Linked DNA regions of Mus musculus: all the other regions are linked to region 1. The links are chromatin contacts, called in public Micro-C maps. All regions are on one chromosome and are shown on one strand. Each heading gives the region's core, a stretch centred on a gene start, on an enhancer-like site or on the middle of the called end of the contact. The rest is flanking DNA. Distances are from core to core; before and after follow the strand shown. Region 1 holds the start of Dcaf4 (DDB1 and CUL4 associated factor 4). Region 2 holds the start of Dnal1 (dynein, axonemal, light chain 1). Region 3 holds the start of Acot4 (acyl-CoA thioesterase 4).

Region 1 (4,175 bases), core at 1,197-3,696:
CTCTAACTTCCACACAACAAACAAATAACAAATAGATAAATAGATAGATAAGAGATAATGCAATCATAGGAAAATTCAGTAAGACCCTGACTCCTAAGACATAATAAGATGCAAAATGCTAACACCACTAGCTGGTAAAACTCAGGATAAAATGGCCCCTTCAATAAGGTTTCCACCCTCAATGGTATGGACCATGAGTGAACACAGGAGGAAAATGAGAAAATGCAGATAGCTCACCAAGAGTTCTGTCAGGTGTAAAATATAAAATAAGAGGCTGGACAGAGGGCTCAGCAGCTAAAAGCAATTGCTGCTCTTGTAGAAGACCTGAACTTAGATCCCAGCACCCACTATCAAGGTGGCTCGCAACCTCCTGTCACTCAGTTCTAAGTGACCCAACACTCCTCCGGCCTTTGAGAGCAATCAAACACAAGTAGCATACACACACGCGCACGCACACACACACACACGCACACACACACACACACGCACGCACGCAAACCTATCCTTATAAATTCCCTCCCTAAAATCCACAGGAGAGCCGGGCAGTGGTGGCGCATGCCTTTAATTTCAGCACTCGGGAGGCAGGAGACAGGCGAATTTCTGAGTTCGAGGCCAGCCTGGTCTACAAAGTGAGTTCCAGAACAGCCAGGGCTATACAGAAAAACCCTGTCTCAAAAAAACAAAAACAAAAAAACAAAAATCAGGGGCTGGTGAGATGGCTCAGCAGGTAAGAGCATCCGACTGCTCTTCCAAAGGTCCTGAGTTCAAATCCCAGCAACCACATGGTGGCTCACAACCATCCGTAATGAGATCTGACTCCCTCTTCTGGTGTGTCTGAAGACAGCTACAGTGTACTTACATATAATAAATAAATAAATCTTTTTAAAAAAAACTGAAAAAATAAAAATCCACAGGAGACCCAACTCCACAAAGTTGCCCCCTAACCTTCACTTACACACATACATTATACATACACACAAATACACAACCATAATAAGCTAACCCTACTACACAGCATGGAAACCGAGGCTTATAGAACTAACAATACCTGACTAACAAAGTCGCATTAGAGATACAGGAGCATCCTGCACTTGTAGGCTCCATCAGCCAAAAGACACCACCTCGATTACTTTCCACTGTTATCGACAACTGGATTTCCAGGTCGTGGGATTTTTGTCTTCTCCGAGTAGCTGACTTGGAGTTGTTAGTTGTTTTGTTTTATGTTTTTCTTCTTACTGCCTTGCTCCACACACAAGGCTGTGTCTGGTCATCCAAGGTGGAGGGAGTTGTGGCGCTCCCCAAAGTCACTAGAACTGGTGTGGAAAGGCTTCGTTTCTCACTAACACCCATCTTACTGTGGCAGGGAATGGAGGCTGGTCCACATCTGGGCTTCCTAACTTTTCCAAATACCAGCCTGCACACAACCTCAGGCAAGCCACCACGTAACCTCTCTTTCTGTGTCTTATAAAGATACCGCTAGGGTTGGAGAGATAGCTCAGCAGTTAAGAGCACTTGCTGTTCTTCAGAGTTCAGGAGCTCACAACGTCTCAAATTACAGTTTCAGGAGTTTGACACATTTGGGTCTCTTGGATCTTCCACAGACACATGTAAGCACACACACCCACATACACAATTAAAAATAAAAGCTCTTTTAAAAGGTGTGTGTGTGTAGATGTCTTAGTGGTTAAGAAAGCTGAGGACCCAGGTTCAAATCCTAGCACCCCGCAGGGCGGCTCACGATCATCCAGCTGGAGGAGATCTCACTGATCTCTTCTGGCCTCCCTGAACACCAGGCTTGTTCGAAGTACACTCATGTATGCACGCCAAATATCCACATACATAAAAGAAGCCTTTAAAAAAAAAAAAAGCAAAATCCCAGCACTTGGGAGGCAGAAGGCGGATTTCTGAGTTCAAGGCCAGCAGCCTGGTCTACAGAGTGAGTTCCAGGACAGCCACGGCTACACAGAGAAACCCTGCCTCGAAAAACCAAAAAACAAAAAAACCAAAAACATAAACTTCCAAAATTTATACCATAAAGTACTATTGGCCTCCTGGCCTCGTGTTTCTTCACAGCCCAAATTTCAACAGAGGCAGAGGTCTACTGCAGGCTGGACTCTGCAAGGGGATCCTGGGGACGCCGCAGGACTCGCCAGGTCCTGGCCCACGCCCACTCCGGCCTTGTATGGCACGCTCACTCCTCCTGCCTTCAGCCTTGCCTTCTCTGTCCTCTGCGTGGGTACAGCGGCACCCTCCGTCGGCGCCCAGATGCACGCCACGCATGGGAACAGCCTTACCTGCACAGATGGTCCTCTCAGCTACGACACTTCTGGGCTGGAGCACCCAGGGGCGTGCAAAGATCCGGAAAGACCCTCATGTTGTGTTGTCGCACCCCATAGGACTAAAGCGGCCGGTTCTTTCTTCTCATTGAATTAGGCTTCTGCCTGTCCATGTCAGTAGGGGCGGTCTTTACGGAGGGCGGGACTTAGGATTTCCGCCTTGTCCTGGTCGAGCGTGCCCGGGCTTGGCACGCTTAGGGGCGGGGTCTGATGCGCTTTGGGGCGGGGCTAGAGATTGCTACCGCCTCCTCAGAGTCCCTGGTACTCTCTTGACAGTGAGTCTTCCTTCTTACTGCGGATCATATCCCGAGAAATTTCTCTCGGCTTGGAGCTGGTACACAGGCCCGAGTTAACACTGATATGTGAGAGAGGGAAGATGATTGTTTTGTGGAAAGAGCAAAGGAGACTCTGAGGAGGAAAGCGAAAAAGACTTTGGGACGCAGTTGCCGGTGCCGGGAGGCTCCTTGAATCTAGGTCAGGTTGTTTCCTCCTTGCTATGTGACCTAAGGTGTGCTTATCACTTCTCTGGGCCTTAATTTCTTCCACTGTAACAAGAAAGTTGAACAAATATTGTCAATGATCTCCAGCCCAAAGTTTGTACAGGTAATATTTCTAGAATGGTACACGTGTGCCTTGGTCAGAAAACCACCCCAGAGTACCACTGCAAAGAAGACGGAGTTTGTAACAGGTCAGAAGTGATAGTAGTGAGAGCAGAATGGGTTCAAATAGGTCAGGCTAAGTGGGGACCACCAACAGCCTTGATCTTAATTGCATTTGGAGAACAGAATCCCTTCCTGAGATTCATTGTGTGCGGTGCTCGCCCAGGCTCCTGATGCTGGACCGCTAGAAGCTAGCTATTAGTGATCATAGATGTGGGCCTATGAAAACACTTCAGCCTGTAGCAAGTTTACAGACGTGTGCAGGGATATGCAGAGTGCTAGGTTCTGAGGGAAACGAGAGAAGTGAGCACTACTGCTTCCCGGAGCTTGAACTGCCAGAAAAGGACAAAGCAGACTTCAAAGAAGATGTGGCTGGAAGCCTGTTTCAGCTACTGGTTGGACTGGCTGTGAGGACCTTGGAATCTTTAGCAAAGTGGTTGAGGCTGGAGAACAGCCTCAGAGGCATGGAAAACCATGGGACCTCAGAGACTGGAGCCTTGTTGGGTAAAGCTGTGGGCAGATGGGAGACATAACAATAGGAGAATCTCTGACCTGAATTCTGGGAGGAGGAAGGCAGGATTTGTAAACTGAAGCCTTGAGGACCCTGGAGGACTGAGGAGGAGGGGGGAGGAGGAGGCGGCCATGGGAGGCTTGTGAAGGATTGGCAAACAGGCAGCTGACTGACCCCATTGACAGGATTCACTGAATTCCCACCATGGGAACTGGGTGGACACCAGTTTTGCCTTGGAAACCTGTAATATACACTCACTTCACAAAGGAACCATGGTCAGAAGCAAGTCAAGCGGCATGGCCCGACTCTGTTTTCTCTCAGGTAAAGTGAGGGTAGAAAGTAATGCTGAAAAAGGAAGTCCTGAAGAGTAAAGGCTATGTATGACCCCAAATCAGGTGCTTGGCTTATGGCTTCCAGTGACTAAGCAGCCAGAGTTACAAATTTAACTCGGTGTCTAGATAGTGTATAATATCCAGAGGTGAAAGGAAGCCACACACACACACCACCACCACCACCACCACCACCAATTCAAAATAAAATGAAAAACAAAACAGCACTTGGAAGGCAGAGGCAGGTGGATTTCTGAGTTCAAGGCCAGCCTGGTCTACAAAGTGAGTTCCAGGACAGCCAGGGCTATAGGGCTGTACAGAGAAACCCTGTCTCCAAAAA
Region 2 (4,175 bases), core at 497-2,996, 590 kb before region 1:
GAAGCTACTTTTTCAAAAAAAAAAAAAATCCAGGGGCTGGATACACCTCAGCAGTTGAGACTACTTATGGCTATATTGCAGAGGACCAGAGTTCAATTCCCAGCACCTACCCTGGCTGACTCACAACCTCCTGTAACTCCAGCTCCAGGAGGAGAGGGACTCCACAGGTTCCCGTACACATAGTGGAATAACAAGTCTAAAAATAAATGGCCAGGTATGGTGGCCCATACTTTAAAAAAAAATATTCAAGTAATACGTGGACCTGTATTTCTGAAGGAACCAGACTACCATTATGCAGTCAGTATGAGGGAACATGACTTCTTCATTATCCTAACACCTTAGGCTTAATTTCTGTGCATTGATATAGCACTGGAAACACACACACACACACACACACACACACACACACACACTCACACACACACACAGAGGCACACACTCTCATAATTACTAATTACACAGTTTTTTGTTTCTGATTTTCTTTTCTTGTGCATTGTTGTCAATCCAATCTAGGGTCTCCTACATGCTAGCAAAGTGCTTTACTAGTTTCAGTACTGAGTTACACGCCTATCCCCCTCCCAAACACACACCCTGAGACAGTGTCTTATTCATCTCACACAGAGAATGACCTTGAACTTCGGATCCTCCTGCCTCCACCTTCTGAGTACTTGGGATAAGAAGGTATGTACCACTCTGCTAGATACATACGTGGTGCTCGGGATTGAATCTATAGCTCCATGCATGCTAGGCAAACCACTCAACAAGTGACCCCAAATATTCAACATCTCCAGTCAGCAAGTCAACCTTATACTTCGCTAAATAATTCTGGCTGGGTTGGATCTGAAATCGTGTTCAAACGTATAGCTTGAAATATCAAGTATGTAAGCAAAAGAGGTACGTTTTCCATGGCGACAAGCATCATTAGTTAAAACTGTTGTTTCATGACAACTCTGTGAAGACTGCTTGCTGGTAGACAACAAACCTAAGCCAGCAGCGTTTCTCAAAGTGTGGCGAGATGCTCCCCAATTTCAGAGTTATTTGGGGTGCATGGTTGAAACCACACATTCCGGAACCCCCTGTCGTATTATAAACAACAACAACAACAACAAAAAATCTGCAATCCAATGAAGCTCATATTTAGTCATGTTGGAACTGGAGGGACACTGGCCTGATAAATCCATCAGAGAGAGAGTTTGAACAGGGTCTCCTAAGAGCAGGACTCACTTTCTCTCCGAGGACAACTGGGCACAGCTAACTCGGCTGCAGCTGGAGATCTCTGTAACCAGCCCCGACCCCTCCATCCCACCAGAGGGGGAGGAGAGTTAAAATCACGGTTATACAAAGAGATCTCTTTATCACAGCGCCCATCCTATCACCTTTCCCCTTCCAATCCACTCTCCCGAGAATTCCCAGCTGTCTTGCCTTGTCTTCTGTCAGAGTCCCTCCAGCTTTAACCTAACTTCCTGTCAGCCTCCGGCCTCCCTCTCCGCAGACCACCCCCCGCCCCCGCCCCGGCAGCTCCGGCCTTGGGCCTGCGGCTCTGGGAAGCCAGCATTGCCTTCCTCCCCCTACCCGCGGTGCCAGGACCCCACCACCCTCCGCACCCCACAGCAACCCCTTTTTCCACTCTTAATCTCCTTTCGGGTTTGGCTGCGAGGCCTGGAGGGTACTCACCATTCCGGCGGTTGCTACCGTCACTGCTCTGGTTGCTAGGGCCCGCCGGGGTCAGTGCGCAGGCGCGCCTCTGGAGCAATCCTCTTGCCTGCACTGGCAGCGGTCCTTTCTCTCCGCCTTTTGGGTGGCGCTAGCGGAGCATTGTGGGACGGCTGGCGCCCCCCCCCCCCCCCCCCCCCCCCCCGGTCCTCCAACCTCTCTGCTGAGCTGGTGCAGAGGTGAAGATGAGCCCTCAACTACCCACGCAAGTAGTTGATGTACTTTCCCAAAGCCAATATTGCCTTAAACTCGCAACTTTCAGACCTCCTGATAACATTTGCATTTCTGATATAAAAGAACTTTTTTAAAAAGTCCTTCCCTGGAAAAATGACGAGAAAGGTAATTTAGGCAGACGGTCTTGCTCAGTATATCCAGAATTAAACTAGGAACTTCTCATTTCCTTATTCTAGAGCCTCCAAGGAGAACTCAGGTGCCCGAAACACGCTTAAAGTATTACAAAGTGTTGATTATTTTGCAACCAAGATATTTTTTTCCTTCCCTAAGAAGTCAGATTAAAAAAAAAAAAAAAAAAAAAAAAAAACCAGTCACATTTTTTTGTTTGTTTGTTTTTTTCTAAGACGAGGTTTCCTATGTAGCCCTGGCTGTCCTGGAACTCTGGATGTCTCTGCCTCCGGAGTGTTGTGTGTGTGTGTGTGTGTGTGTGTGTGTGTGTGTGTGTGTGTGTGTATTAGATGTATGTTTTTAAATAGAGTTGCTAGGGACATGGAGAATAGAGCTTCACAAATAAACTGCTTTGAGCAATTGATGGTCTGTCTTGGAAGGCTGTTGGCGATACGAATTTAAGAACAGTTAAAACTTCTGCATCTTTGTGACCAAGCCAGAAGTTCTCAGCCTTCATCCCGAGGAACAGTCAACATATGAAGTACATATGGAGCCTCCCTCAGCACACACGTTTAAAGCTTTTATAGGAAAAAGAAAACACAAATGTCAACAAAAGAGAATTGGTTAGTAATACTAAGCATACAAATGGAATAGTGGTTCTATTAAAATATTGTAGAAATACATTTATTCACATGAAAAGTGTAAGAAAAAAAAAACGAGGCAGAGAAGTAAACAGACTTGATCTCAACAGGGTAAGAATGCTTTTTGGGATCCAAAAAGGACCCCAACTTCTGCCTGGGATGAAGGTTGAGCTCAATTAAAGGACATGTGTAGAATATAGGTAGCCACCAGGAAGTTACAGCTTTTTTTTTTTTTGGCCATTATACTGGGAGCAGGGCGTGTGCTGTGTTTTCTATACCAGGACTTACTGTTTCTGCAAGTGAATCTGAAAGGTCAGGCTGGGGCTAAGACATTCTTTATGGTCAAGGGCTATTTTCCAGTACAGCCTCATGACCTGAGGCTATTACCCAACCAAAAGGTATTGGTATTTTAAGTAGAAATTCAAGTTGCCAAGCAAAATAGTTGATGGGACCCTCTTTAAAATCTATACAGTACACATGAAAGGGTGCAAACACACATTTAAAGCGGTATTAGGGAGGTATGATGATTGTTAACCACGGAATTGTGTCTCCTCAAAATTCATATGCTGAACTCTTAATGTGACTGTCATAGTATCTAGAAACAGGGCCTTTAAGGTTAAGGAGGGCCATAATCCACCACTCATGCCCTTACATGCTCCACTATGTTCATAGCAGCCTTATTTATAATAGCCAGAAGCTGGAAGGAACCCAGATGCCCCTCAACAGAGGAATGGATACAGAAAATGTGGTACATCTACACAATGGAGTACTACTCAGCTATTAAAAAGAATGAATTTATGAAATTCCTAGCCAAATGGATGGACCTGGAGGGCATCATCCTGAGTGAGGTAACACATTCACAAAGGAACTCACACAATATGTACTCACTGATAAGTGGATATTAGCCCAAAACCTAAGATACCCAAGATATAAGATACAATTTCCTAAACACATGAAACTCAAGAAAAATGAAGACTGAAGTGTGAACACTATGCCCCTCCTTAGAAGTGGGAACAAAACACCCTTGGAAGGAGTTACAGAGACAAAGTTTGGAGCTGAGATAAAAGGATGGACCATGTAGACACTAGCATATCCGGGGATCCATCCCATAATCAGCTTCCAAATGCTGACACCATTGCATACACTAGCAAGATTATGCTGAAAGGACCCTGATATAGCTGTCTCTTGTCAGAGTATGCCTGGGCCTAGCAAACATAGAAGTGGATGCTCACAGTCGGCTATTGGATGGATCACATGGTCCCCAATGAAGGAGCTAGAGAAAGTACCAAAGAAGCTAAAGGGATCTGCAACCCTATAGGTGGAACAACATTATGAACTAACCAGTACCCCGGAGCTCTTGACTCTAGCTGCATATGCATCAAAAGATGGCCTAGTCGGCCATCACTGGAAAGAGAGGCCCATTGGACACGCAAACTTTATATGCCCCAGTACAGGGGAACGCCAGGGCCATAAAAGGGG
Region 3 (4,175 bases), core at 682-3,181, 520 kb before region 1:
GCCCTGCTTTGTTCTCTCTGGGCTTTACAGCAGAAGTACTCTGCCCCTTTTGTGTCTTTGTCTAATGTCTGGTGCACCAATCTGTTCATTTGTTCAATTTCATGTATGTTCGTGTCCAGTCTGAATGAATGAATGTTCTATGTTTTATGTTGGATAATAAAGATGGCTAAAAAAAAAAAAACTTTATCTGCAAAGCCGAGAGCGGCCACATGCTTCAACCAGGAAACAGGCACACGGCAAGAGGGCCCCTGCTGGAAAAGCTGTTCCTTATAGGAAAAAAGGAGAGTCTACAGCCTCTTAGTTTTGGGGTAAAAAAGCTGATAAACTTTTTTTTTTTCTTAGAGGGTTCTCTACATTCGTGATTAATGTGTTTGGCAAATGATAAAGTACTTTTTATTCTATGATTATAGCTAGAAAAATTAATGTTCTCTGATTGGTCTAAATGTAACTGCTTCCTTTGTTTTTTTTTTTTTTTAATTGGTAATATGCTCTGAGTGTTTTCACAATCAGCTCATAAGTTATTAGTTAAGATTAATAGTTGTTACATTGGTAACAGATGGTTAGCCTTAAAATTGATAACTCAAGTTTAAAGTCCTTCCAACACGTGGCATAAGGCAGGCCAAGAGGCTGGGTCTCTAAAGATACTTCTAGTTGAGATAATAATTAATGTGATTCTTATCCTAGAAAGTAGAATTAAAGATAAAATTTTAAGTAATGTCTCTTTAATAAAACATTAAAGCTTGCATGTATTCATAGGTATTAATTGGCAGCCAAACTTTGTAATATGATGGTAATGCTTCTAATATTAATTCTATAAGTAATAAATTGTTTTAAAATTGGGTTTTACTTTTCCAAAGTTAATGGCAGAACGCTTGTGAGTGCTCTTAACCACTAAGCCCCCATAAGGTTAAATTCAAAAACAATAAGAACAAAGCCAATTTATGCTAATCTGGATGTACTATGGCTTTAACCCTTGAGGTTGTGTGTGTGTGTGTATGTGTGTGTGTGTGTTTGTATGTACTGACTAGGGGTGGGGGTGGAGTGGGGAGAAGGGGCTGCGTGTGTCAAGGACAATGTGGCAGTTTCCTCTGTCTCATTTTTCCTAACCTCGTATTGCAACAAAGTTCAGTTGTGTTTTTCATCAGCTGGATAACACTATCTTTTGGGGATAGACAGAGATTAAATGAGATAATGCAAGCAAAGGGCACTTGCTAATGTATGAAAATCCCCCAACCTGTTTGAGTGACCACTGAAATGGCCAATAGCACCTTCCTAGGAAACCCTAACCCCACCCCTAGACTCAGCCCTTGGCGCGCTCCCACCTCTCAACCACCCAACTCACCTGGGGGCAGGAAGAGCGTGGCGCGCACCCGGCCCTCGCGCACGGGCACGCGCCGCACCCCGGGAGCCATGAAGTGACGCTCGTGCACCGTCCGCGCCAGCCGCCGCCCGCCATCGGGCTCGTGTCCGTCCAGCACCTCCAGCTCCACCAAGAAGGGCGTCTGCACGTCGCGCTTGATCAGGCGCCAGAAAGGCCGATCGGGCTCCATGGCCCAGAGCAGCCCCATGGGCTCGAGCCCCGAGAAGCTGCCGCCCAGCGCGGGCACGCGCGCCAGGTCCAGCTCGCCGTGGGAGTCCGCGCGGTAGCGCGCGTGGGCTCGGAAGAGCGCGCCCTTCTCGTCGCGCAGGACAGAGCGCAGCGTGACGGGCTGCTCGGGGGCCAGGCCGCGCACGGCGATGCTCAGCGGCTCGTCCCAGCAGCTGCGGCCCGTGGGCTCCACGCTCAGTGTCGCTGCCATTAGGAGCTGGAGGCCTCGGGGAGCGCCACGCGAGTCCGGAGCGGAGCCTGGCCTGCTGTGGAGCCGACCTAGTGCGTCTCTAGGACCCAGACAAGAGAGGAACCATGATCTGTCAGCAATTTGGGCACAGACCGGCCAAAGGTCATGCTTCGGGGCTGAGCCAGGTTATAGGATTCTGCTTCTCGCCACTCCCACGTGGTGTTGTGAAAGTGATTGGTGATGACACACCAAGTGAATGAATCAAGGCAAAGTACGATCCTTCCGTGGATTCAGCAGCTTTATAAAAATACAAAACGGAACCAAGAGCAAGAACTTTGTAATAAATTACAACTTTATACCACTTTAGTCTTAAGATACTCAGCTTACAAAAACTTCCCTGGATGCTACAGCTCCCAGCACAGAAACTAGAATGCACAGTTAAATTGAGAAAGGCAACTGTGTTAAGTTAGGGTTCTCTAAATATGAACATAGCGAACAGGATGGAGACATGCGCAGACAGAGACACGAAGACGTCCCTTCTCCCGTGTCCTTTTGTGTGGCCCAGATTTAGGGCCAAATGATCTGGATTTAGGGCCAAATGATCTGGACTTAGGGTGAGTCTCCCACCTCAAAATAATCCAACCAAGAAAAATCCTTCACAGGCAATCCCAGCTGCTTGGGGTTTAGTTGACTCCAGATGTGGTTAAATTGACAGCCAAGATTAATTAGTGGGCAACATCCTCTCCTGGCCCCAAAGCCCAGATTCAATGAGATGCAAATGGCTCTCTGGTACAGGATGAAGAGGCCACAGAGGTGGTTGCTCGACCCCGTTTTACTAGGGGTGCTATTAAGGGCGGCTTGAACGTTCTAGGGGCCGAGCAGGTGTCAAGGGTGCCATAGAAAGTTCTCTGAGAAGTTGGCTTCATCCAAGGTCCAGTGTTGTCCAATGGGCTGATAAAATGGTGCAGGGAGTGGCTCAGCAGGTAAGAGCACTGACTGCTCTTCTGAAAGTCCTGAGTTCAAATCCCAGCAACCACATGGTGGCTCGCAACCATCCGTAATGAGAACCGATGCCCTCTTCTGCTGCGTTTGAAGACAGCTACAGTGTACTTACGTATAATAATAAATAAATCTTTCGTTCAGAGTGAGCAGGGACTGAGTGAGTATAGTTGTCCAGAGCGAGCAGAGGTCTTTAAATTCAATTCCCAACAACCACATGAAGGCTCACAACCATCTGTACAGCTACAGTGTACTCACATACATAAAATAAATCTTTTTTAGAAATGGTGCAGCCTAAGATGCAGATATATGAGTGCTTGTGGAGCCATCTGGCTGGGGTTTAGGATGCTGTTGGCATGCCACTAGATACACATAAGGCAGGCGTTCAAACTGAACCTTCCAGAAGGAAGAGTGCAAAGGTGAGGAAGGCCCTGACTGCCAACTGAGGCGATGTTCTGTCCCTTGGTCAACGTAAAGTAAAATATGAGCAGGGACTTTGTGAATTATATTGCTAAGAAGGTTGTTATCAGCAATTTTAACATGATGTTTAAATGACAATTTTTTCAAAAGGAGAGGTGCTGATTTCACTTTATTGTTATATGTCCACAGCCCAGAATCGGGACAAGAAGAATTTTTCTGTGGAACAGTTACATGCTTTCAAGTCAGGTTTTCTTCCCTACAGCTTCCTTGTATATTAGATATAGCAGTAGTTACATCATAGTGTTTTGAGAACTGGATGTACCAGGAATAGAGTAAATATCACATAAATGGTAGCTATAATTTTCATAAAACTTCATAATCTAATATCTTAGCTATTTTTTAAGCTTAAAATTAAAACTTTTTTAAAATATTTTTTTATTACGTATTTTCCTCAATTACATTTCCAATGCTATCCCAAAAGTCCCCCACACTCCCCTACCCACCCATTCCCACCTTTTTGGCCCTGGCGTTCCCCTGTACTGGGGCATATAAAGTTTACCTGTCCAATGGGCCTCTCTTTCCAGTGATGGCCGACTAGGCCATCTTTTGATACATATGCAGCTAGAGTCAAGAGCTCCGGGGTACTGGTTAGTTCATAATGTTGTTGCACCTACAGGGTTGCAGATCTCTTTAGCTCCTTGAGTACTTTCTCTAGCTCCTCCATTGGGGACCCTGTGATCTATCCAATAGCTGACTGTGAGCATCCACTTCTGTGTTTGCTAGGCCCCGGCCTAGTCTCACAAAAGACAGCTATATCAGGGTCCTTTCAGCAAACGCTTGCTAGTGTATGCAATGGTATCATCGTTTGGAGGCTAATTATGGGATGGATCCCTGGATATGGCAGTCTCTAGATGGTCCATCCTTTTGTCTCAGCTCCAAACTTTGTCTCTGTAACTCCTTCCATGGGTGATTGTTTCC

The links. A called contact is a pair of places that touch in the nucleus more often than the background predicts.
Region 2: a Micro-C map of embryonic stem cells shows a contact between it and region 1, with 3 times the contacts expected there. The contact joins the promoter of Dnal1 here to the promoter of Dcaf4 in region 1. A contact is called at or near these places in 1 of 484 Hi-C or Micro-C datasets (embryonic stem cells) and 1 of 9 other capture datasets (embryonic stem cells).
Region 3: a contact with region 1 is called in a Micro-C map of the G1E-ER4 cell line. The contact joins the promoter of Acot4 here to the promoter of Dcaf4 in region 1. A contact is called at or near these places in 5 of 39 promoter capture datasets (the HPC-7 cell line, embryonic stem cells, frontonasal cranial neural crest and 2 more), 1 of 484 Hi-C or Micro-C datasets (the G1E-ER4 cell line) and 1 of 9 other capture datasets (adipose tissue).

What each region holds. Positions count from the first base shown.
Region 1 is chr12:83,518,737-83,522,911 of GRCm38.p6, reverse strand. Dcaf4 (DDB1 and CUL4 associated factor 4) reads right to left here and starts at 2,446. Exons shown (of 14, transcript NM_030246.2): 1 at 2,295-2,446.
Region 2 is chr12:84,111,899-84,116,073 of GRCm38.p6, reverse strand. Dnal1 (dynein, axonemal, light chain 1) reads right to left here and starts at 1,746. Exons shown (of 8, transcript NM_028821.3): 1 at 1,675-1,746. The coding sequence starts at 1,677.
Region 3 is chr12:84,036,135-84,040,309 of GRCm38.p6, reverse strand. Acot4 (acyl-CoA thioesterase 4) reads right to left here and starts at 1,931. Exons shown (of 3, transcript NM_134247.3): 1 at 1,343-1,931. The coding sequence starts at 1,799. All of the region lies in intron 1 of Gm40474 (a long non-coding RNA gene), which reads left to right.